2 separate regions of the Oryzias latipes genome follow, and region 2 is linked to region 1. Evidence: chromatin contacts called from public Hi-C data. All regions are on one chromosome and are shown on one strand. The core of a region is the stretch at or near the end of the contact, and the rest is flanking DNA. Distances in the headings are between cores, read along the strand shown.

Region 1 (6,931 bases), core at 4,027-6,526:
GTGTGCTGTTACCATAAGCAACCCTACGCGTCATGTCTACACTGGTGGCAAAGGCTGTGTCAAAATCTGGGACATCAGCCAACCCGGCAGCAAGAGCCCCGTATCCCAACTGGATTGTCTGGTAAATCATTCTTGTTTTCCTCATCAACAACATTTATGCAATTAGTTCTTTTTGCTCGTTTCATACACATTCATTCCATTAACAATGGGATAATCCTTTGTTGAGGATTACATCCAGTGGAGACGGGAAGCACATCCCGCTTGACAGTTTGACTGCTAAAGCGTTTGTACAGACATGTTGGCGATCTCTTTAATCGCTGCCTGTTTTAAACTGATACAAGACTTTGGCAGGAAAATGTTAACAAAATATGAAACATGTGAAAATCTTCTAAACAAACAGGGGGATTTGGCAACTTTCAAAAGTGGTTCAGGTTCAATTTGAGAGTACATTTATCCTGGTTTAGTATGACCGCAAGCTTTTGTCTGAATTTTCCCAGATTTGTTCCGATATCTCTCTCTGGCTTCACTGCTCTGAGGAAATATTGATTGGCTTTGTCCTCTGCACAACAGAACAGGGATAACTACATCCGCTCCTGTAAGCTGCTGCCCGATGGTCGCACATTGATTGTTGGAGGAGAGGCCAGCACTTTGACCATCTGGGATCTGGCCTCTCAGACCCCCCGCATCAAGGCTGAGCTTACCTCTTCAGCCCCAGCGTGTTACGCCTTGGCCATCAGCCCTGATGCCAAAGTCTGCTTCTCCTGCTGCAGTGATGGAAACATTGCCGTTTGGGACCTGCACAACCAGACTCTTGTTAGGTGAGGAGGGGGGAAAAAAATCATTCCTAGTGTGTGGGCTTCAGCCCGGCAACAGAACGGCTCTTGTGTGAGTAAGTTTTAAACAGGATGTCAATAAACGCTCGCATGCCTTCTTATTTTCACTGCAGGCAGTTCCAGGGTCATACAGACGGGGCTAGCTGTATTGACATATCCCACGATGGCACCAAGCTGTGGACAGGCGGTCTTGATAATACGGTTCGCTCTTGGGATCTAAGGGAGGGTCGACAGCTGCAGCAGCATGACTTCACCTCACAGGTACAACCCTGAAGTGGAAGGAAACGAGCAACTACAAAAAAAAAAAAACAGACGATCTGACTCAGAACTGTATGTAAGTGCTGCTCTTTTCCATCTGCAGATCTTCTCCTTGGGCTACTGTCCAACTGGAGAGTGGCTCGCTGTGGGCATGGAGAGCAGCAACGTAGAAGTGCTTCACCACTCAAAGCCTGACAAGTATCAGCTACACTTGCATGAGAGCTGCGTCCTCTCCCTTAAGTTTGCCTACTGTGGTATGTAAAGAAGAAACTGTGTGCTCTATATCTCCTTACCGTATGTTGTTCTTAATTCTATAACTGCAGAAATCATTTCACGGTTTAAGCATTTTTCTCAAGGTTAGGTCTTGCTAAGCATTTATATATCTAATCCAAGGTGGTTTGTTGGCACTGCTGTTTTCTTTGCAGGCAAATGGTTTGTAAGCACTGGGAAGGACAATCTGTTGAATGCTTGGAGGACTCCTTATGGCGCCAGCATATTCCAGGTATGCAGATCAATACCCACCGTCTGCAGTGGGTCAGGAGTATGCATAGTTGCCTGTGAGAGGAAGGGCACAGTGTCCGCTGTCTGGCAGGACTATCCCATCAGTGAAAACTGAACCTGAAATATTGACCCGACAAGAGTCTTTTTGAGGGCTGTTACAGCAAAACTTGATGTCACTGCAATCTTATCCAGCCCTGCGTCAGCTAATCCGCTCCATTTAGATTTAAGTGCACATGAGTGTATTAATTGCCTTCAGGACTAAAGTTTTTATCTTTTTCTCTCAACAGTCCAAGGAATCCTCATCTGTCCTGAGCTGCGACATCTCAACAGACGACAAGTACATAGTGACGGGCTCTGGTGACAAGAAAGCCACCGTTTATGAAGTGATCTATTAGAGCAGGCTATATTTAAGCATGCTCCTGCTCAGGAACAGAAGACTCTTCCTACATCTTTCTTCCCGCACACAGACAGCATGGATGTTGCCTGCAGCCCTGGAGAAGATGGGCAAGATGTTTGGCAGAGCCAGACAGGAATAGATGCCTGAGCTGCACTGACAGGATTCTGGGTCGTTCGGCTCTGCCTTTTTCGTACCTACATAACACTTGTACAGCAAGTGCAGTTTCCAAGGCACTAAGAAGAAAATAATGTCTGGATTTTTCTTTTCTTTTTTTTTTTGTGTGTGGATTTTTTCCATTTTAATTCTGGATGTGGAGATAAAGTTCCAGGACAAACCTTGAAGCAGTGCTTCACTCTGGAGCTTTTCCATGGAGGTCTTGTGAAAAGTGTACATAATGGAGTAATAAATGGCCTTTTATAGATTTATATTTTGGTGTCCAGTTACGCTTGTGATGGTTCTTTCTGGTTCTCTCCGTGATTTTCTGTACCCTCTGGGGATGGAAATTAGATTAGGACTCTGTAAAAGGATATTCTTTTTGAGTTTTTCCCTCCTCGGGCTTTTTCAGTGTCCAGAATGACCTTTTTGAAAATCTAATTTGGATTTTTATTTTGTTTTTTATTACCCACCAACAGCTTTTTTTCTTCCCCTCCTTTGCCATACACTGGTATTTGCCCCGTGGATTGTAGCAGTAAAAAACTCTGCAATGCCCTTTTTGTTTCTTCTTTAAACTGGAAAGGGAAGAAGAAGCATGAAGGTGGACCTGCTTACCCCGGTCGACAGAAACTCAACTCTAAAATGATCTATGATTGAATGCTGGCTGTGTTCCATAAACATAACTAAAAGGATAATTATCAACTGGAGAACTGGTGGTTTTACAAAGGAACAGCTGCGATTTCAGTTCAGTCTGTTGATTCAACTGTTTTATTAAAATCTATTGCTCTACTGGGCAAAGTCATCAGTCTGTTTGAGTTAATTATTGCCTTACTTGTTTTGTTGGCCTATGACTGATATGCAAGACTCACATGGAAGACGCATAAAGATGGAAGGTGAAGCCGTGACCGCACCTGATATTTCAGCAGTAGTCTATTCTTTCTTCATATACAGTAACTCTTCATGGACACGAGCTAAACTGTAGCATCCATGCATCATCAACCACGAAGATTGTACAGTTGACAGTTGTTCATAAATAAACTTTTTTTTTTTTTTTAAGTAAAAAAAGTAAACGTTGCCTTGGCTATTGCCTTACTGGTTTTGTAGAATTTTTAAGGAATATTTCCTTGTGCAGGATCTTTATTTGCTAATAGTTAGCTGAGGATTAGCACCAAAAAAACAACAACTTTAGATTTGATTTGATAGTGAACTGAAGGTGACACCAGATGTTCCTCCATTTTTACTGTGTATGCCGTTTACCCAATGAGTGTAATTCCAGCAGATTCTGAAGTGGAGAAAAGTAGCCTTGATAGTAGGGAATTGCTTGTGAAAATGACAGAAATGATGACATCCATACGTCACTAATCAAGTCCGTTGGTCAACGTTCAACCTGATTTAACTTGCAACGTGTGTTCAATTGTACGTACAGCCCAAAAACAGTTCTAGAAACTTGCGTAGCTAGACTTTCAAATGCAGAAATGTGCATAAACTTATGTTTATATGGACTTTTCATTGGCAGTGGCCACTTGAATGCACGTTTCAGAGGGAAATGTGTAGGTTGCTGCATAGGGTTAACAGAGGCAGTTAATTTAGTTATGTTTCTTCCTCTTAAAAATTGGTTCTTTGAAGTCTACTTTACCCCATGTGGTAGTGGCAGTTGTAGCATCAGCTCTTCCAGACTGCAACCTGCATTTACAGCACATCCAATATCATCTGCCGGCTCTCCTTGACAGTAAATGGAAGTGCATCACCAAATGGCTGTAAAAGCATCTGGATAAAGGCTTAACGGCTGTCTCAGGAGACTTGAGCGGAAGACATTTTGGGTGCTGTTAAAAGACCTTTTTGCTTTGGCTTTAACTCCACCGATTACTGAGCTTACATTAATATTTTAAGGATCTAACTTGATGCAGCTTTCATGGCCCCACATTGGACAGGATTTTTTTTTTTTACCTTGTAGAGGTTGGCGGCGCAACCAATTTGCACATCTGTCTGTTCTCTGACACAGTAATGTCAGAGAATTATGAAGGGTCACCTTCAGAATAATGACATAAACACAGCCCTCCAGTTGCTTTGAGTGGTCTTTTGAAAGTTGAATGGTTTTTGGGTAGAGCGGGTTGAATAGTCCAGTCCGTCCACTCCAAAGCAATGCTCCTCCAGACGGCTTGAAGTTGTGAACCCTCTACAAGGCCGCCTCTCCTGAGATGTTGTTGTTAGATTATAAAAGCGGGGCCGGATGCTTTCAGCATGGAGCCGGCTGCCTCGCTCTGCTCTCACGGGCTCATTTGTTGAAGGCTGGGATCTTTCTTTTCCCACATTGCTCAAGTGTGTACTTCCTATGTGCATTTGTTGCTAACCCTTCTGCTCAAGTACAATTTCCCTCCTCTCCTAATCAAATAGTGGCATATCTGCGGATGAAAAGTTGGGCCTGTGAGTGCCTATCGGTGGACACTGAGAGGGTCATTGTCTCCCCTTCCGCTGATCCGTGTCTCAACAGACAGCTTTCAGCAAGTTCTCACACAAAAGGCCATGCTGCTCTCCACCATTTGAAGAGGGCAATAGTGCAGAATAAGAAAGTAGAGTGGCCTAAGTATTTAACAGAAGCTCAAAACACAAGAACATGGTCCAATTCCCTTTTTTGTCCTAGAATAGTTAGTGGCAACACTTGAAGACCATACAAAAAATAATAAAAAGACGGTACCAATGTAAAAACTTGGCTTTGTTTTTCTTTTTCAGCGTCCAGGCCATCACAGTTTGAAGGCCATCACAGTTTCTTATTCTTTCAGTTAGTCATGTTTTTGACCCTCTCCCATCGCACAGACAGATCCTTGTTTTTCCGTGTCTTTTTTGAAAACCGAAGCGATGGGCACAATGCTGAAATGCAGCATGATAATCCTCTAATCACCTGAGCATTGGCAGCCCTTGCTTTTATCAGCAGTGGATGTGAAAGCCCCCAGTGCCTAGTGATTACAGCATTTGATCTGGGTAATAATGTCTTCACTGTTGCCCTGCCTAGGACCCAGAGGCAGCAAAACTAATCCACAGTGCATTCTAGTGGAATTGCATTACACAAAGACCACCGGGGTTCTCTACTGAATGGGAGGGGTGGGGACAGAGGGGGTTAAAGGAAAGGGTTGCCATGGAAACAGGCTGCTCTCTCTTTTTCTCTGTCATGAGGATACACAAGTGCACACTCGTAACACACGCACACAAGCACTCCCCCCTGGGACAGATAAATGAAAGGCAGGTTCTGTGTTTGCTTTGAACAGACCCACCAATCTCTGAGCGGGCTAAGCCCCGATAACACCAAGCCTGTACAGTCACCAGCCACTGACAGCAGATAAGGACTCCAGCAGACCAGAGCAGTCATCACCCGACAACAAGGATGAACAAACCTGGGAGACCCGGATTCATTTGGATTAGGCTGGATTGCCACTGCTGCTTCTGATGCTGCTGCCGCTGTGCTCAGACTTCTGATGCTTACAGGAGTTGCTACATGAGAACATGAAGTTGATGTTCAGCCTGTGAAGGGTTTAGTCAAAGGGCTCAGCCCACACTGGTGGGCTGGGTTTTATTTAGATAGTGGGGTCAAGGCATTTTGGAGTTTTGAAAGGCCAAGAAGCAGGCAAAATCTTCCTCTGTGCTGAGGAGACACCTCACACGTTACCATTTGATTTGATTTTATCTCAGGGAAAAACTACCATGACAATATTTAGAGTTTGTTCCAAGTATCCACTAAAATCTACTAATTCAACACTGTGAGTGAACAGACTTTTTTTTTTTAACCAATACCCCGAGAAGAGACCTACATGCTCTTTGATGTTAAGATCAAGACAGCTACAAGTACTTCTTTATTATGTGCATTATGCTAAGATGCTAATTATTTTTCCACACACACTCCACGATTAAAGCACAGCTGGAGGTGTAGAAGCAACACGGCTAATTACAGAGGAAATGGTGATGTTGAACTAAAGTGCTGGGATCTGAATTTCTCCCTGTCCCTTTCTCTCTTTTAATTTACTCTCTGCTGCTCAACGAAATGGAGTAACAGGTCTGTATCTGTCTCTGGCAGCTGTCCTCCTTTAAAAAGCAAACTACTTTATATGTATCATTGACACAAATGAAACACTTGAAATTTTTACATCACAATTAGATTTTTGAGTTTTTGTTGCTACATAAGGCTTTGTTTAACATTTTGTTTATTTTATGTGTTAGAAAAAACCCTTAATCAGTTCTATGCTCAGAAGACCTTTTTTTATTAGGTTTTAGAATAATAACTGAACAAAAAAAAAAAAAATTAATTACATGTACGTCCTCCTATTAATAATTAGACAAAAGCCCAACTCAAAATGCAAGAGCAGGCACAAAAAAACAAGCACAACCCCTGATTTGGGAACTTTAAGCTTTATTTTTTTCAGAGAAACCCTCTTACTAACATAAATAAGGCTTCAGTTGACTCTACTGATCATTTAATGTCTGACTTAACTTTTTCTTGACCTCAGGTAATATCTGACTTCATGTGCTCGCAGAGAGGTTTCATGGTCCCCTGATTCCAAAGAACCTGTCCTTGTCCTGTAGCTGTAAAGTGAGCTTAATTACTATCCAGAATGTTCTAAACTTTATTTGATTTATTTTATCAAATCTGAAAAAGTCTAATAGTCTACTTCTCAATTTCAAATACTTGGTCTAGCCTAAGCGATTAGCTGAAAAGGAATTCCATTCCATTACTATTTTACAACGAAACAGTAACTTTGTGTTAATCATAAAAGGGAACAGAGGTGAAGTTAAGTTTGTG
Region 2 (6,457 bases), core at 953-3,452, 51 kb before region 1:
CAGTGGCTTTCTCTTCACCGAAAAGCATCTCTAGGGTTTACAGAGAAGGATCTGAAAAAGAGAAAAGATTCAGTGAGCGACAGTTCTGTGGGCGGAAATTTCTTTTTGATACAGACTGGTTCCAGCTGATAGAAAGGCTACAGTAACTCAAAAAAACACTGGTGACAACCGAGGTCTGCAGAAGATTATCTCTGAATGCACAACATGTCCAACCTTGAAGCAGATGGACTACATCAGCAGAAGAAGACCACACCGGGTTCCATTTCTGGAACAGGAAACTGAGGCTACAATTCACACAGACTCACCAAAACTGGACAATAGAAGATTGGAAAAATGTTGTCTGGTCTGATGAGTCTCCATTTCTGCTGTGACATTCGGATGGTAGGGTCATAATTTTGCAGCAACAACATGAAAGCATGAATCTATCCTGCCTTGTATCAACGGTTCAGGCTGGTGGTGGTGATGTAATGGTGTAGGGGACATTTTATTGATACACTTTGGGCCCCTTAGAACCAATTTAGCTAACACAGCCTACCTGAGTGTCGTTGCTGACCATGTCCTTCCCTTTATGACCACAGTGTACCATTTTCTGATGACTATTTAAAGGAGGATAAGATGGCATATCAGAAAGCTGGAATCATCTCAGACTGCTTTCCGTAAACTGCACAAAAGTTAAAACAAAGGAATGGGAAAAATATTCAACAAAAATATTTTAATAATAGTGTAGCTAAGTGCCATATATAGGGTTTGCATAGAGGTCCATGGAATAGGTGGAGGTGTCTCTTTCACCTGAAGTGATCAGAAGTTTATCATTAAAGAACATCAGGGATGATTGCAGCATGTGTCATTCATGTCATTTTTCTTTTTTTTCCCAATCAGAAATCTAGAAATTATACAACCTACTTCACAAATTCTTAGTCTACTCTTTGTAATTCATGTAAAAACTGTTTCACAAAAACAAGTTCCTTGGACTCAAATGGGCCTTTATAGTGACCAGATCTCAACCCAGTAGATCACCTTTGGGATGTGGTGGAACGGGAGATTTACATCATGGATGAGCAGCCGACAAATCCACAGCAACTGTGTGATGTCATCATGTCAATATGGACCAAACTCTCTGAGGAATGTTTGTTGAATCAATGCCACCAATCATTGAAACAGTTCTGGAGGCAAAAAGGGGTCCAACCTGGTACTAGCATGGTGTACACAAAAAAGTGGCAATTGAGTGTAGGGTATATCTCATCACAAAAATGTTAATGCTAACATTTTTTGTGGATTTCGTAAAAAGGTTTAAAACCATCTCAATTCCAAAACATTTGAACTTTCTATCAATTCTTTGATGTAGTGGGCTTTACCAGGTCAAGGTCTTCATTGCCCAAGACAAATCTAATATGTAATATTGTAATTCTTTAAGTTTTACACAGGTACTAAGATCTTTGATAATGTTCTCTGCTGATGAAATTCAAATATAGGCTTTGAATATTCACAACTAGCAACTGTCTGGTTTTGAATGAACTTGTGCAAGGCTGACTTGCAAATGCACCTTTGAGTTTTCTTTTCGACGCCATTCTCCAAAATGGATTTGAATCTCATCCTCTTAAAAGATGGGTGTCATTCAATCCAAATAATCTGGTAATGTATTCTGAACTCTGAAATCTGCATACTGGCGTACTGCAGCTGAGCTGTGGCTGTGGTCTCAGAAGAGTTTATCATTATTTCTCATTTATTTTGTCTCTCTAATTACCTAATTAATTCTGTTGTTTTGATTGGGGTGTTTGCCGTTTGTTTTGTGTGGGTGTAATCCTGTTCTATTTGTATGTTTGAAGGAGCAGTCTCGCTGAATTATTCATGCTGTGCTCCAGTGACAGCGCAGCCGTTTAAACTATGAAGGCATTTGTGAAATCCTCTCCTTCGTACAAACACACACAGCTTTCTCGCTCACACCTCTTTCTCTAAGTGCCTGAGGCATTGTAAGTGTTGGGAGGGGCGAGGATTTTCACGAGGCTCACAAGAACACCTCAAATGAGGCGATGGGAAAACATGTCCCTCTAATGTGTCTGACCGCTCTCTGCGATCCCCGAACCGACGTCTAATTTGACACCATTGTGTGACCTTTCATCCCCGCTTCTCACAGGAAGTAGTGCTCCATCCAAGCCATCCAATATGCCTGTTTGTGTGTGCGTGTTTGGGATGTGTGTGTGACCGGGCCCAGAGCCCATTGGGCAAGACTGTGGACACTTGAATCTACACAGACCTCCCAGGATGCTGCTGATGTGTCAAAAATGGCATTTGCTGATTGGATATCACCGTGTCATGCGGCGGGTTGGGTGTCCACTTCACACTTTCAGCTGTGACTTTCCTCAGTGCTGACTACACTTGATAAAGCCCAAGTAAGCAGAAGCATTGCATCTATTCGTGGATTGCTGGTGTCTGGTTTGGCTTTTTTTAGGGAAACGCTGCGTTTCCTCCTTCAGTGTGGTCTCCCTCTCAGAGAGCACTTTGTCAGAGAGAGAGAAGGAGGAGGAATATAGGGAAGAGGGAGGTGATGGTGTTCTCTGGGGATTGTATGTTTGTAGTGTTTACTGCCAAACCCTTAAGGACTTGCAGGCACTTTCATCAGCACTGAGTGGTACATAATACACACTTCCCTGCCTGTGTTCACTTAGCTTTTACTGTATTGTGTTCCTCTTGCTCTCATGTGACTTTTTTAAAACTGCACATGACACCTTAAAGTCCAAGAGCCATTTCGGCCATTTCGGCCATGTGTCTCCAGTAGGTCTGATTGTAATTTTGTAGTGGCTGCACATTTCTATTGTTCATTTGCACGAAGAGACTCTTGCACCAACTGCTGGCTTACAGCTTCTGTCATGTGGATGTGCCCCTCAGAACATCACTGTCCTTAAAATGCACAAGCAGGAGCTCTAACTTTTTCTTTTGATAAACACTATCAGCACTCCAGGCTCAGACAAAGCCGTGGGTATGCATTGTTTTCTGAAAAACTTATTTTTAATATGTTGTTTTGTCTCTATAGACTCTGTAGTCTATTTGATCTGCCCTAAACATACATCTTTAATCTGTGCTGCAGGCTACTTGAGAGGGAGTTTGAGTGTCACTGCAGTCCTTCCACGGAGGCTGGAGGAGGCCTGCTTTCACAGCTCTGCAACTCCCCCATGGGAGACCTGCAGAGGGCAGCATAACAAACACACTTTCACCCTCTGCTGCAGCCCCATTTCCACCTGCACAGCCATTGTCATCAACGTGGGTCTCTATTATCGTACTGGAATGATTCTGGGGAAAGAATATGAGAAAATTAAACCATCACAAGCCTGCAGGCGTTCTGCTGTTTGTAGAAGAGGAATTGAGAGCTAACTGGAGAGAAAAAAAATAATTATTTGAATGGAAGATTATGTTAATTTCAGGTTTTCCAGCAGGTAAAACATAGTTAGTTTGACTTTTACTGTTTGCAGATGTATTCCTGCATAAAACTAGGTCATCGGATTTCTATTGATTTTTTTCATGAAGACAATGAACGTATCCAATGCGGGTTTGAGCAAATTTGTAGGTGCGTTGTCCTTAAAGCAGATGTATTTGTCAATTTTTAAGTTTTAATTGCAAATTTTTGTTTTTATGGTAGTTTGATTTCTGCACTTCCGTCATGTAAATGTGAACTGAGCTTAGAGGTGATGTTGCAGCTACAACAGTGGTCAGAACAGACACACAGGGCCTTCACGACACAGTGCTAAATCTATTAGACTCTTTGCACAGTTTCCACAGGTTCAGTACGATCCTGTGAAGTCTTTTTAAGCCCTTTCCACCTTCATCTGAATGGTATAGCGTCGAAGATTGGCTGCTGTGTCAAGGAAGTTGTCAATCCCTCCAAGAGCTCACAAAAAAGCTTGTCCTCACTCAAATGGCTGAGTGCAATAGTTTGTGCAGCACCAAGTGTTCCTTTCATAGACTTTACAAGGCTCTGGGGATTAGGAAATTGTACCACATTCATCTCATGAATGTCAGGGCTGACAAAAAAGGAGCCCTCCAAATGCACACTGTGCCAATAAGCCGTACGACAAAAAAAAATTAAGAGAAAAACAAATCTCACCTGCCCTCAGCTCTTCAACAACATGGCTGCCTCCACAGTGCCTGCATCAGAAATTCAAGGAACATTCCCCGACTTCAAAGGTTTCCCCAGCGTTTTTTTTTTTTTTTTCATCTCAGTGCACCAGCCCATGGCCAGAACCACAGATTAATATTTCAAAACATGTTTCTTGCTTGCATCCCCCCATGCCTCCCCCCGTCCCTCGCTCTTTTTCTACATTCCCTCCTCTGCCCCCATCACCCCCCCCCCCCCCCGTTCCCTCCTAGCATCATCTCTCACACATGCAGCCCATTCCCTGTTTGCCACTTACTCTTAACCCCACCAACCCCCACCCAGCCAAAAAAAATGTGTGATATTTTTTCATATCTCGTGCATTACTGCTCTGCTGCTCCCTTCAATCCAATCACCAGGGCAGTATGCTTTATGGATTAATAAGAAATGATCCTAGAAGGTCCAGTCAGGCAGCTGAGGCACCAAAAGCAGAAGGATGAAGTGGTGAAACAGAGTGGGAGAGGGGCAGGGTGCCGTCTGGAGTCGAATTTTAATGAGTACCAAGGGGAATATGCCTTCGCTTTTTGCTTTTTTTTAATGTTGGTTTTGGTTTTTTCTGTGTGGTATCTTTCTAGTGCATCACTCTAAATCACTGTCACGCAAACAAGGTATTCCCATCATGCTTCTGGTTTGGCTTAATATCTGTGTCATCCTGTGGCACAGCCACCTCACCGGCACACCTGCTCTGCTACCCTAATTGAACAGATGATCTGCCAATTTGTCATGTTTATCTTCAGAGGCGTTCTGGCATCAATGCCCTGCTCTGCTCAGCCCCCTTAGAACACAGTGCAGATGTTAGCAGATTTCTTTTTTTTTATGACAGATCTTGTAGTCATTACTGAATTATTCATTGCTGCATTAATGTCTTTAGATAACATCTCCAGTCTTTTTTTTTTACTCCATCTCTTCTCTTTCTTCTTATCCTTCTCACAAGAGAAAATGCTATTATTCTCCTCTCTGACAGCAGAGCATGCAGAAAAATATAATTGCCTGTCTTGACTTATTGATATAAAAATAGGATTGAAATTATGCACTAGGGCTTGAAGGTTAGTTGAAAGTTATAATTCAGGGAAAGATGTTGCTCAGTGCAGCTTGGCTCAGTATCTGTCAAGAGTTATTCACTAGCAAAAAGGCAAATCAACGAGAGAAAAAGGTTCTAAAACCTAAAGGGTAAATTATTAAAAACTATGTTTGACTCTGTACAAATACAACATGCAGGAGTTTAATAGTAGTTTTGTATGTAACATATTTCTGTGCTATACTTTTATTTAAACAAACATTTGGTCTTTAGTTTAGCTAAATAATAAATAATAATATGTGCATATTGGACTGGTATGAAGCTTCTTCAACCAGCTGTAATAGATTTAACTTGTGGCATCCTTATAGGCTTGTCATAGTTAGATGGACTTTGAACACACACTCAATAAATCACTTTCACCAGTGGTAGTCTCATGTTCCTTCTGCTGCTCTGATGTCTTTGACTGGCTAGTCGCTACTCATGCCAGTCTCCATTTCCATGGCAACTGGGAGGATGTTATGCAGGTTGGTTGCTGGAAGCTAGACGGAGTCATGGGGAGCTGTTTGATAGCAGCTGTAGAGCAGCAGACAGCTCTGTCTGCAGACAGCTGGTCCTCTGCACATCTGCTGTGCACCATACATCGAATCAGTAGAGTGAATATTCTGGACGACCCATCATTTGTTGCAATTTACAGGCTGGTTTTAGTCTCCTTATATATTTTGGATTGTTTATATATAGCAAACTGGCCTTTTAAAAAAAACACAAACTTACTATATAGTTGGTTTGGTTTTGCAAAAATGTAATGTGGAGTAAAAATCATCATGATGTGTGTGTTTTTTTCACTCTCAGTCTGACTCAGAGATACTTTGATGTAACTGTATCAAAAAAAAGCGAGATTAGAAGCAGCAATGGCCACATCTCTCCTGAAAGGATGCTGCAGTTCACACCTCCACACCTGCTTCCTTTGATATTTTTTCTGTCAGCTGAGTGACTGTCTTCATCCTAAGGCGCAGGTGCGATCGCTCAAGCATTCATGTCAAAACTCCACTTTTTGCCTTTAGACAAACAGGTTACTCGAAAATAAATTGAATTTATTCAGCTCATTTTTGTAAAATAATTTCTGTTCCTGTCCTAAATACTGGGTTGTTCTGTCTTTGATTTTTTTTTGTAAGAATATTTTAGAGAAAGCATTATTGATTGACCTAAAAATCAGAAAGAATTGATTATTGGCTTGCGTGCTAAAAGATTCAACCGTGGCGCATTGTTGTTTTTTTGTGTTCCCACTAGATTCA

What was found. Hi-C and Micro-C count contacts between places; a contact is called where the count stands out from the background.
Region 2: a contact with region 1 is called in a Hi-C map of embryo, with 1.9 times the contacts expected there. The contact joins two enhancer-like sites. A contact is called at or near these places in 3 of 5 Hi-C or Micro-C datasets (embryo and fibroblasts).

The regions. Positions count from the first base shown.
Region 1 is chr6:16,213,581-16,220,511 of ASM223467v1, reverse strand. It overlaps LOC100049394 (transducin-like enhancer protein 3-A), which reads left to right. Exons shown (of 21, transcript XM_023955778.1): 16 at 1-121; 17 at 571-818; 18 at 947-1,094; 19 at 1,195-1,345; 20 at 1,517-1,593; 21 at 1,880-2,949. The coding sequence ends at 1,987. Among protein-coding and RNA genes, the nearest start is that of LOC105354219, 18 kb to the left of the region's middle. Within about 2 kb of position 5,276, at least 1 of the 8 cell types and tissues checked has an H3K27ac peak or open chromatin away from gene starts, as enhancers often do. A contact at or near this core is called in embryo, where this site is marked.
Region 2 is chr6:16,261,951-16,268,407 of ASM223467v1, reverse strand. No RefSeq gene overlaps it. Among protein-coding and RNA genes, the nearest start is that of LOC101170839, 20 kb to the left of the region's middle. Within about 2 kb of position 2,202, at least 2 of the 8 cell types and tissues checked have an H3K27ac peak or open chromatin away from gene starts, as enhancers often do. A contact at or near this core is called in embryo, where this site is marked.